Regions from separate parts of the Callithrix jacchus genome. Here region 1 is linked to region 2. A link is a contact called in public Hi-C data. All regions are on one chromosome and are shown on one strand. Each heading gives the region's core, a stretch centred on a gene start, on an enhancer-like site or on the middle of the called end of the contact. The rest is flanking DNA. Distances are from core to core; before and after follow the strand shown.

Evidence for each region. Hi-C and Micro-C count contacts between places; a contact is called where the count stands out from the background.
Region 1: a Hi-C map of skeletal muscle shows a contact between it and region 2, with 2.9 times the contacts expected there. The contact joins the promoter of EN1 here to the enhancer-like site in region 2. A contact is called at or near these places in 2 of 3 Hi-C or Micro-C datasets (both in skeletal muscle).

Annotation. Positions count from the first base shown.
Region 1 is chr6:103,476,382-103,481,273 of calJac240_pri, forward strand. EN1 (engrailed homeobox 1) reads right to left here and starts at 1,686. Exons shown (of 2, transcript XM_017973890.4): 1 at 166-1,686. The coding sequence starts at 1,033.
Region 2 is chr6:102,847,810-102,852,756 of calJac240_pri, forward strand. No RefSeq gene overlaps it. Among named protein-coding and RNA genes, the nearest start is that of INSIG2, 130 kb to the left of the region's middle. Within about 2 kb of position 3,247, at least 1 of the 16 cell types and tissues checked has an H3K27ac peak or open chromatin away from gene starts, as enhancers often do. A contact at or near this core is called in skeletal muscle, where this site is marked.

The DNA of each region.
Region 1 (4,892 bases), core at 436-2,935, 630 kb after region 2:
CAGAGCTGAGAGAACATTCGGTTGTGGCTGGAACCGGGTGAGGAAGCAGGCGTGAGAGACAGGAGTGCCTGAGGCCGGGTTTGCTCTCCCTAGCGCCGCAGCTTGGAGTTCTAGGGCGGTCCGCGGCGCCAGAAGGCAATGCGCAGCCCGGAGTTGGGTACTCACCGGAGGATGGACGATCCGAATAACGCGTGCAGTAGACCCAGGCGGGCCATACGAGAGGCTGCTGCGAGTCAGTTTTGACTACCGGCCCGCCGTTGGCTGAGCCCATAAGTAGGATGGCGGGGTTGCCGTGCTCCGGGTATTTGGTGCCCTGCGCGCCGGGGCTCCCCGAGCCGCCTCCACTGCCACCGCCACCGCTGTCCGAGGGCTTGGCTGCTGCGGCCGCCGCGGCCGCAGCTGCCACGGCCGCCGCGGCCGCCGCTGCCGCCGCTGCCGCAGCCGGGTTTCCAGCTTTAGACGCGCCCGCGCCGGCGGCGGCTGGCTGGGAGCCGTCGGGTGGGCCACAGTTCGCGTCCGGGGCGCACAGGAGCGAGGCAGCGCCTGGCGCCCGGGTGCCCAACGGGTGGACAGGGTCTCTACCTGCGCCAGTCTGGCCTCTGTCACGCTCGACCCGGCCTCCTCCTCCTGCGCCTCCTCTGGCCGCCGCAGCCACCAGAAGCTGCGGTGGCGGCTGCTCCTTTTTGCAGCCGAAGTCCGGCCTCAGGATGTTGTCGATGAAAAAGTTGGTGGTGCGGTGCAGCTGGGCCGCTGGCTGCGGCTGGTGAGCAGGCGCCCCGAGATGCTGAGGCGGCGGGGGCGGGGGATGTGGGGGGAGGTGCGGATGGTGGGCCAGGGGCGGCAGGCAAGGCGCCGCAGGCGGCGAGGGGGGCGCGGGCTGCGGGGACACGGGCATGCTGTCTCCATCGCTGCCGCTGCTGCCGCTGGCGCCCGGACTGAGGCTCAGGCTGAGGCCGCCCTGGGTCGCCGCCGCCGCCGCCGCGCCGAGGCCCGAGTCGCGCTGACTTTTAGGTTCCGTCTGCTGTTCTTCCATGCTCGGCCGCCCCGCCGCCCCGGCCGCCGCGCCGGCCCCCGCCCCCACCGCCTCGCTCCCCACCCCACTTTGCCAGCGGCCCGTGGGGGTGCCCGGAGGAAGGAGGCAGGCGAAGCCCTAGCGAAGGCTCGGGGCGGGTGTAGGAAAAAAGCTCAGGCGTCTGGCCTGGATCGCTCGCTCTTATCTAGCAGATAGATCTCGCTGTCTCTCCCTAATTTGTAGACATCCAGATATGGAGACACTTGGCTATTTCTTTTTTTCTTTCTGCAACCAGATTCAATGATTTGATTTAAATGGGGAGTAAGCCACGGCCAAAAGAAAAAAAAAAAAAAAAGTAAAGAAAAAAGAAAAAAAAAAAAAAGAAAAGGAAAGGAAAAAGAAACCAAGAAAAAAGAAAACAGCTCCAATAATTTTTTTCTTAAAGGGGAAAAAAAAATAGTCTTTAAAGACTAGCCATCTTCCTAGGCAGTAGTGAGGGGTTTGACTTCCCCGAGTGTCACGCTCAGCTGTGCCCAGAGCGTGAGGCTGGCAGCGCCTTTAATCGCCTTTGCTTTTTTTGCAGGGAGAGCGCGTCTCCGCCAGCGCCGGGCTGGTTTTTTTTTTTTTTTTTCAAATCTCTGACAGCTCGGATCTTTGCACAAACTCTCTCGCTTAAAAAAAAAATCACCCAGGCACACTTTTTGCGTTCAAACCGGAAGCACGTGAGTCAGGGCCGCACGTGTGCGGGGCCAATGGCGAGCCGGGACTCGCGCTGACACTCGGGCCTCGGCCCAATGGGCGCGCGCGGGACTTTGCGGATAAATAATCCGGGGGCGTCAGCCGCGGGCGGAGAGGGGGCGCCGCGGCGCCGGGCCCGTGCGTTGGTCCGCCCTCCCCCACCCGCTCCCGCACCCGCGCCCCTCCCCCTCCTTCAGGCCGGGACCGAGGAGGGGGCAGAAGAAACCCGGGAGGGGTGGATTTGGGATGTAGGCAAATGGAGAAGCAACTCCATAAACAACTTGTTGGAGAAATGCAGGATTATGGGTCTGTGCGCGCCGAGAGCATGGGCAGCAGACAGGAGCCTGGCTGTTTTGCACCCCCACGCCTAAGAAACTCAGCTTTTTATTTTCTCCTCTCTCTGGTTGCTGTTATGAAGGATGAGTGGTTGTTGTCACTGCTGGTTTGTGTGTTAGTGGGTGAGTGTGGGTTTGGGTGTGTGTAGTGGAGGGAGAGGAGTGAGACGAGGAGGTCGGGGATGTGAAATAGATCTAGAGTTGATTACTTTCCGAGGAGCAATTTATTTTTCACAAATAGCAAACCTGGAAGGCCCACTGTGCCTAGCTAGCATCGCACGTTTTAGTTTGTACTACTCCTGCCGGCCGGCTTCATTGCTTTCCCATTGTGGGGAATCCGCACCCATGCCCTTCCGGGTCCGGACTTTCCACAACACCCTGGAGCTGCCCTGGCGCCAATGAGCCAAAGCCCGGAGGACTCGGAATAGCTCCAGAGCCAGCTGACTGGACCTTCCCTAGCAGTGGGAGTCCGAGCTGTCACCGCAACGCAGAGTTGTCTCAGGAGGGCCCGGGGCCGGCAGGTCAGAACGCGGATGCACGCTAGGCCCTAGCTTTAGAGTTGAGGGTAACCTCCGTGTTACATTTTCCTGCAAAGTAATATCTAATAAATAAAAGCGCTGCACCCCAAGTGTTTGCCAAGCTGACGTTGTGAACAAGGAGTTTCCCCTCAGTTGCGGGGTAACTGAATTTCCTGGGAATTCTCCCAACTACCCTGGTGCCTCCGGCTCCAGCCCCGTTCGTTCTCCTCTAGTTTGGGGGGACTGCGGCGCCGCCAGCCGCTTCCATTCTGGGCTCTTTTTCGCGATTTCCTGGTAGAGGCACCCCCAAAGTTTTCTCATAACTGAGAATGTGAGGGACGGGGTGGGGTGTGGATGGAGGCTCGAGGCATCTGCGGGACTTGTCTCCGGAGTCGTTTTGGAGGACCAGTATCCGACTATGCTGAAGCCTGCGGTGGCCGAGAAAGGCGTTGGCAAACGAGGCCTTCGCCGGTGTCATCTTAGAGCTCCAGCGGACCTCCTCCGCCCTGAACGCCCTCCCCAAATGGAACAGTGGAGAAAGGATCTCTCAGGAAATATTGTCTATTTGTGACATCCGGAATAATCCCCCTGCCTCCAGTTTTCCAGAAAAGTCACAGGGGGTTAGGCAGGAGGAACTGGCTACTAAACCCACAACAAGCCGAACCACCACTGCGATAGCTGAAGTTTCTCCAAAGGGCTGGTAGAGAGCAGGAATTCGTATTGCTCGCCGCATCTTGGGAGCAGGCGAGGGTCCCCCGATTTTGAGGGCTGAGTTCCCGGCTAGACTTGCGCTGCATCCTAGGGGAGAGAACCTCTCTCCCTAATGCTGCGCGGCAGTCTTCTCAGTCTTCCCAAGCCGCATCCAACCCCACCTTGGAGTCTCCCGATTCCTCTTCCGTCGCGCAACCCAGGGCTCCCCAAAATCTCCAGGCGCCCCCACCCCTTCTCCCCGAAATGGGGGTGGGATTGTATTTATATTTAAGTTCGCAAAATTGAAATCTTTATCCCGCAAGCAAGAGTAGGTACTTAATTAAATTCTAATTAGGACACTATCAATATCCTATTTAGTCGCGTAGCTTTTGTGCGCCGCCGTCCCTTTCAGCGCCGTAAATAGGGTCTCGACGCCTTATCTCGCCTGCAGGAGACGCCTCGAGAAGGGCTGCGGAAGATAATTTATAGGTTTTAATTACTCTTCATTCCGCCTGATCAGCTTGGCGTTCATCACAGGCCTGTGAATAAAACCCTGGTCAAAAGCTCTGTCACATCGCGCTGGCAAGACGCTTAATCAAAGTGAGCGGCCCCGCGCGCCGCGCGGCCCGGCTCCTCCACGTAATTTCCAGCCAGCTGATAAAGCCAGCTGAATAATGCGGCGGCCCTTTGGAGACACCATTTACAGAAATGACTTTATTGACGGCTTAACGTCGGTAATTCATTTTACCTTTCATGTAGTGGAGCCCGGATTTGTTACAGTAATGGGATGATAAATGCACCCGCGGCCCACGAGCTTGAGCTGGATTAGGCAGCACTCCTCGCGCTGGCTCTTCCCCCCCCCCACCTCCCCCAGGCCCGGCCTGGCCCGGACGCTAGGTACCCCGCACCGCCAGGCGCTCCATGACCTCCACCCAGACCCTACGCCCTCCTCTCCCTCCTGCAAATGAACATGCTATTGGGAACTCTGTGTGAGTGGACTGGCGTCTTGGCAAGCCTGCGAGTGAAGTGTGTGAGGCTGAGTGAACAAATGTTGGCGGAGACGGATGGGTGAGGGGTTCAGAGGACTCTGAGTGAGCCCAGGGCTGGGCGTGGGAGTGAGGAACTACGGGCTGGGTGAGTCGTGTGTACAAGTATGTGGATAAAGGGGTAGGGTGTGTGTGAAAGGTTGTATGTGCATGAGTGAGTATATTTGTATGGCAGTCCTTTTGGGGGTACTCGCTTCTGCCTTTGGGAGTTAAGGAATTACTTTCAACTTGATAGATGCTCAGGCCAGGGTGGCAGGCAGGTGGACCTGCAGGTAGCAGGTGGGGAAGCCTGACCCAAATGGAATGGAGCCCCGTTCTCCAAATGCCATCTGCTCCTGGGCCAAGGGTATGCAAGTGTGGGGGTATGCAGTGTAGATTTCTATGGTCTTGTAGTTCTGAGCTATGCAGTCACCTGGGCTAGAAGCCCACAGAAGGCCACAGACTGGGCTATGTCTCTGCAATAAGTTGATCGTCCCCAAGTACCCTTTACTTGGGGATAGCCCAGATAAAAGTAGAGACAAGGAAGATAAGGATTTTGTTTTGACTCAAATGC
Region 2 (4,947 bases), core at 1,997-4,496:
ATTTTTTTAACCTTTATTTGGGTCTTATTTTGGAATATTCCTCAAGAAAGTTTGTAGCTTTCTCCATATACTTTCTTCACAATATTCTTAAGTTTGTAATAAAGATCTTAGAGTATGGTGATGACAAAATAATTATTGGTCTTTCTTGTTTGGGTTGTCTTAACATCATGCAAGTAACAAGTAGCCTTGTGTAGGTAGATACCTTTAACACAATTAGTTGGAAAGCCCCTGCTGATTCAGGTGTAGACAATTGCAAGTAGACAGCCAGCATGACTGTTTCAGCTTCACAGACCTGGCAACTATCAGGGGCTCAGTTGGTTAACATAAGATTAATAATTCAGCAAATGATTTCACTAATTTAACCCAATTGAGCATCATTCTGTCTCTGAGCTCAGTTTTGCAGGCAAAGCATTTGGGGCTCTATGTTACTAGAACAGGATCTTCATTTTCCCACATATTCTGTAGTGCACACCATCAAGTTCATTGTCTCCTTGAATTGGAGACCTTCACTTCAGATGTAACACACACATGTATGCATACTGCAATTTATTGGGTATATATTTCATTTTTTAAAATACAGCTTGGCTTTGAGAAAAAAGTATCAACCTTTACTCCCTGTGGTCTTTATCACCAGGCAGGAAGGCCATGAAAAAAAATGTTTCTCATTTGAAGTCTGGGAAACCCTCCACACTCTAGTGCTGACCAGCACTTTTGAGAGAAACAGCAGATCCAGGGGCTGGTAACGTGTTCTAACAAGCTTTGTATCCTGAAATCCATATTGCAGAAGGGATTGAAATCTACAGAAAGCCACATCTGTGTGCTCCTCGCAGACTCCAGCAAGGAGCCTGAATACAGCATGTCATTATGATTAATTGTGGGTAATGAGGGTCTTATGAAACCAAGAGAAGCGTTTGTTTCTCTGCTGCTACAGTTATAGCCTCTGATTTGTTTTCAAGCACTCTACAGAGGACAGCCAAAATAGAATAGGAAACGACCATTCTCCAGCCATCCTTTACTTCCCTGCCAGGCATTTCAGTAAATTAACATGCAGGGACTGGTTGGGGATTTGTGAGCCTTCTCAAGGATATGATAAAGAAAAGTCTTCCCAGTTCAAAGAATCTGTATAAAACCAGGCCATAGGAGAGATATGCTGTGAGTTTGGAGAAGCTAAATGGTGCTCTGAGTTCAGCTACAAATAGGACAACAGACCACAGTGAATAAAAGAATTCTTTTATGGAAGCAGCGGGTGTTTTCGTCATTCTCTAACCTACCAGAAGGTGGTGCAAATTCACTGCTGATACAGTAAAGGAGGACGTGGCTTTCTTTTCCAGCCCTGCCCTGTCCAAGTACAGTAAAATGAGAGAGGGGGAGGGAGGGAGGGAGAGAGAGAGAGAGAGAGAGATTCAAAAATAAATTAGACAGGAATATTTAATCTTTTTAAAAACAAATGACTCCCCTTCAAGTTGTCTAACATCTTTGAACTCATTTCTTACCAAGACTCAGTTGATGTGAGTGAAGCTAATAAAGAAACATGACACAAAGATTTGAAGAAAATAATTTTGAATATCTTAATGTAATAAAATTAAGATGGGGTATTTAATGGCTTTGGACAAACACTGCATTAAGGAAATGGCCTATGTTGGAGAGTCTAACAAATAGCAAAGTGGTTAATTGGGCAAACATTTTATTTCATTAAGAATCATTATATTATTTTAATATTTGGACATAAAAAATCTTTAAGATGAAGCACTGTGACTTTCACACAGCAGTACATGCGTTTTTGAAATGAAAATTAAACCTTCTCCTAGGATGTAGAAGACCCAACAAGAGTGTTTAAAACAAACAAAAACAAAACAAAACAAAACAAAACAGAAACCTATCATTAACAACAACCAAAATAACAAAACCCTCCTCATTTGGTGTGAGGGAGCTGCTGGAAGCAAGCCCTGGCTTAGGGCAGCTCATCAGCTGTGTGTACTGGTGCCCAGGTTTCCAATAGTCAAGAGCATTTTTAGAGATGGGACGTCTACCTAAAATGAAGAAAGTTTAAAAAATAATTTATTATTTCAGTAACTAACTGAGGGCACCGTCAAAAGTATTTTCCTAAATTATCTTAATTTCCAAGACCACTTTATTATATCTAAATAGAGGAGTATTTTTGAATAAAAGGAAAACAAAACAAACAAAACCCAAACACCCCAAACCTTTTTATATAGAAAGCAAAACAATGATGGCTTGAACATTTTCGAATTAGAATTTCTAAAGAAAACGCATCCAGAGAGTGACCTCAGAGTTCTGAGTTAGTACTGATTTTTCAGCCCGAAATCGAGCATAGGTTTAACAAACGTTACCAGGGAGAACAATGTATTTTTGTTTCTAACTAAAATCTATCTTTAAAAAAATTAATTTCCTCTCTGTATTGCCGGATTACATTTTCATTTAACTTTAGTGCCGTGCCTTGTAATTAGGTTTTCTTGATCTGTTTCTTGGAAGGAAAAAAAAAAAAAAAAAGTTAGGGGGGAAAAAAAGATAAAAAACAAGCTTGTAGGTTGCAGTTAAAATATTTTGCTTTATCACGCCTGGCGGGAAAAGAACCAAGAACACTGAACCCAGGGCAGCGGCGAGTCCCACGCCCCTCGCTCCCTGTTCCCAAACCTCAACGTCGTTTCTTAAAATCTTCCGGGCATATTGTGAAGCCAAGGGCGCTTGGCAAGGGAAGAGAGCCGCTCGTGATTTATTTGGGAGAGGGATGCGGTGTTGGAAAGGAAACTGGGGGATTTACAAAGAGGACGGATGGGTTTTGTTCAATAACTTATTCTCGGGCGTTTTCGTGGACTGAAGAGGAGTTTCGATCCCGTCTCGGGCTCACCTGGAAAGCCCCCCTCCTGACGCCCGCTTTGTTTGGCGTTCCTTTAAAGCCCGTTGTTGGCAAAGGGACCCACAATGAAACAAATTCTCATTTTATGACGCCTTTCCCCCCCGTAGGGGTCCGGGCAACGTTTGGGGGGCTCGGCACGCATGAAGATAAAAGAATTTTATTTTAAATGCTATGCATGTCAGGATTAGACAGCGTTTCCTTTCAGCTAAACTACAGAGCGGATCTTCATTTCCTATTTCACTGCTTCCCCCGAAAGAAACTTTTCTGTTTCTTTCTTTCTTTTTTCTTTTCTTTCTTCCCCCAGGCAAAGAGTCCGGGAGAAAAGTGCTGGGAACAGAGCTCCCCACGCGGCCCCCGGAAAGCAGACTTAGCTCCTGATCGTGGTCAATATCTGGGCAACCCTGGGCCTCGGCAACCGCTCGGGTTTAGTGTTTTCTGGGGAGGCTGCAGGCTAGTTTTGGCTACAGTGGGCGTCTGAGCAAAGCCGGGGCGAGTAGCAAACCTCAGTGAGAGGCACTTGTCCCGGGCAAAACGTTTGGAAAGAACCGTGCGCCCTGCGCTGCAGGGCGCCTCCGCCGCGCACGGGCACTGCCCTCGCCCGGGACGCGTCGGGCCGCCGGGTCACAGCCTTTCCGAAAGGTTCGGGGCAGAGACAAAGTGCCTTCGCTGCTGCGATCGGTTGGTTTTACTTTGCAACAAACCGCCGCTAATGAGACCGGGCGCCGGGCGGAGAGCTCGGCCCAGGGCGCGGCCTTTGTCGGAGCGCTCTGCTGGCCGCCCCGCCGGGCGCCAGGTTTGGCGGTGGCGCGGCCCCGCGCCCGCCCCTCAGGCCGCGCTCCTCCTTTCCGCGCACGCAGCGGAGAAAACGGACACAAACAGCATTTTGACCTTTTCCCACTTTAGCGGGAATCGGAGGAGCCTGGCAAGAAAGCCCGAAAAGGGAGGCGGTTATTTATGGTCAGCGAGTTGGAGTCTGGCACCATATGGTGGGGTTTGTCAGGCCCGGCCGCTCCCGGGGCCGCCCCACCCAGAGTCCCGAAAACAGTGCCCGGTGGACAGCGTCGCCGTAGCAGCTCCCATCCTCGCTTCCAGCCCCTTCCACATATTTTCTCCAGTCGAAGTTGATAAAAGACGGACTTTAAAAAATTACTCGCAATTAAACCCAAGAAAGTCATTCTTGATCTTTGGCACTTAATGGCCAGTGGCCTCTTCTTTCCCTCCGGAGGAGGTCGGGGTGGGGGCGACTGGGACCAGGTGGAAGGTAGTGTAGGGTTAAGAAGCGTCAGACCTCGGAGAAGGGCCTCACTTCCTCTTCGTTTTGTCGCCCTTTGTGTTACATACAGGGGCAAGCAAGGTCTGCCAATCACTACCATTTCTCTTTCTTGTTCTATAAAGACAGGGTCGTCACAGCAACAGGGACATGACAGGCTGGTATCTCTCTCGAGCTCCAGGGGGCCCCTAATAGGATTGAAGCGAAAGATCAAGCGAATGGTTTCCTATTTTAGGCCCGTAATAACTCCCAACTGCTTGCATATACATGGGCCTTACAGTATTATGAGGCAACTTTTAATCCCAGAAAAGAGCAGCCTGTTTTCTAGCAGGGTCTATTTCTGAATACCCTACGGGATCCTCCCTCTCTCACCATCCTCCATCCTCCCCTTGGTTTTGGGGAGTAAGGGGAAGAAGGGATCCCCTCCTCTGATTTTACTTATCACCCCTTCCCCAGAAGCTGAAGGTGTCATTCCCTTTCATTAATTCATTATACCAGCTCAACGTAAATACTCCATCTAGAGGAGACAAGAAGATGGATTTATTTTTGGTATTCTGTTGAAGTCCCTGGGTGGGATCAGAAGTTTCCACATCTTTTGGAGAAATTGGCCTTGGATGTACTTTGGCCAGGACATCTCTCCCCACCTCCCCAGCGCACATACCTACGAAAACAAAAAGCAACCTAAAGAGGAGTGAAAAGGTTTCTCTCCCCCGGGCAATTTATGTTCAAAGCGGAACGTGAGGTCATGTGGGTGTGGGGAGTGCGTGTGCTGGGTGGGTGTCCTTTATATGTGTGTTTG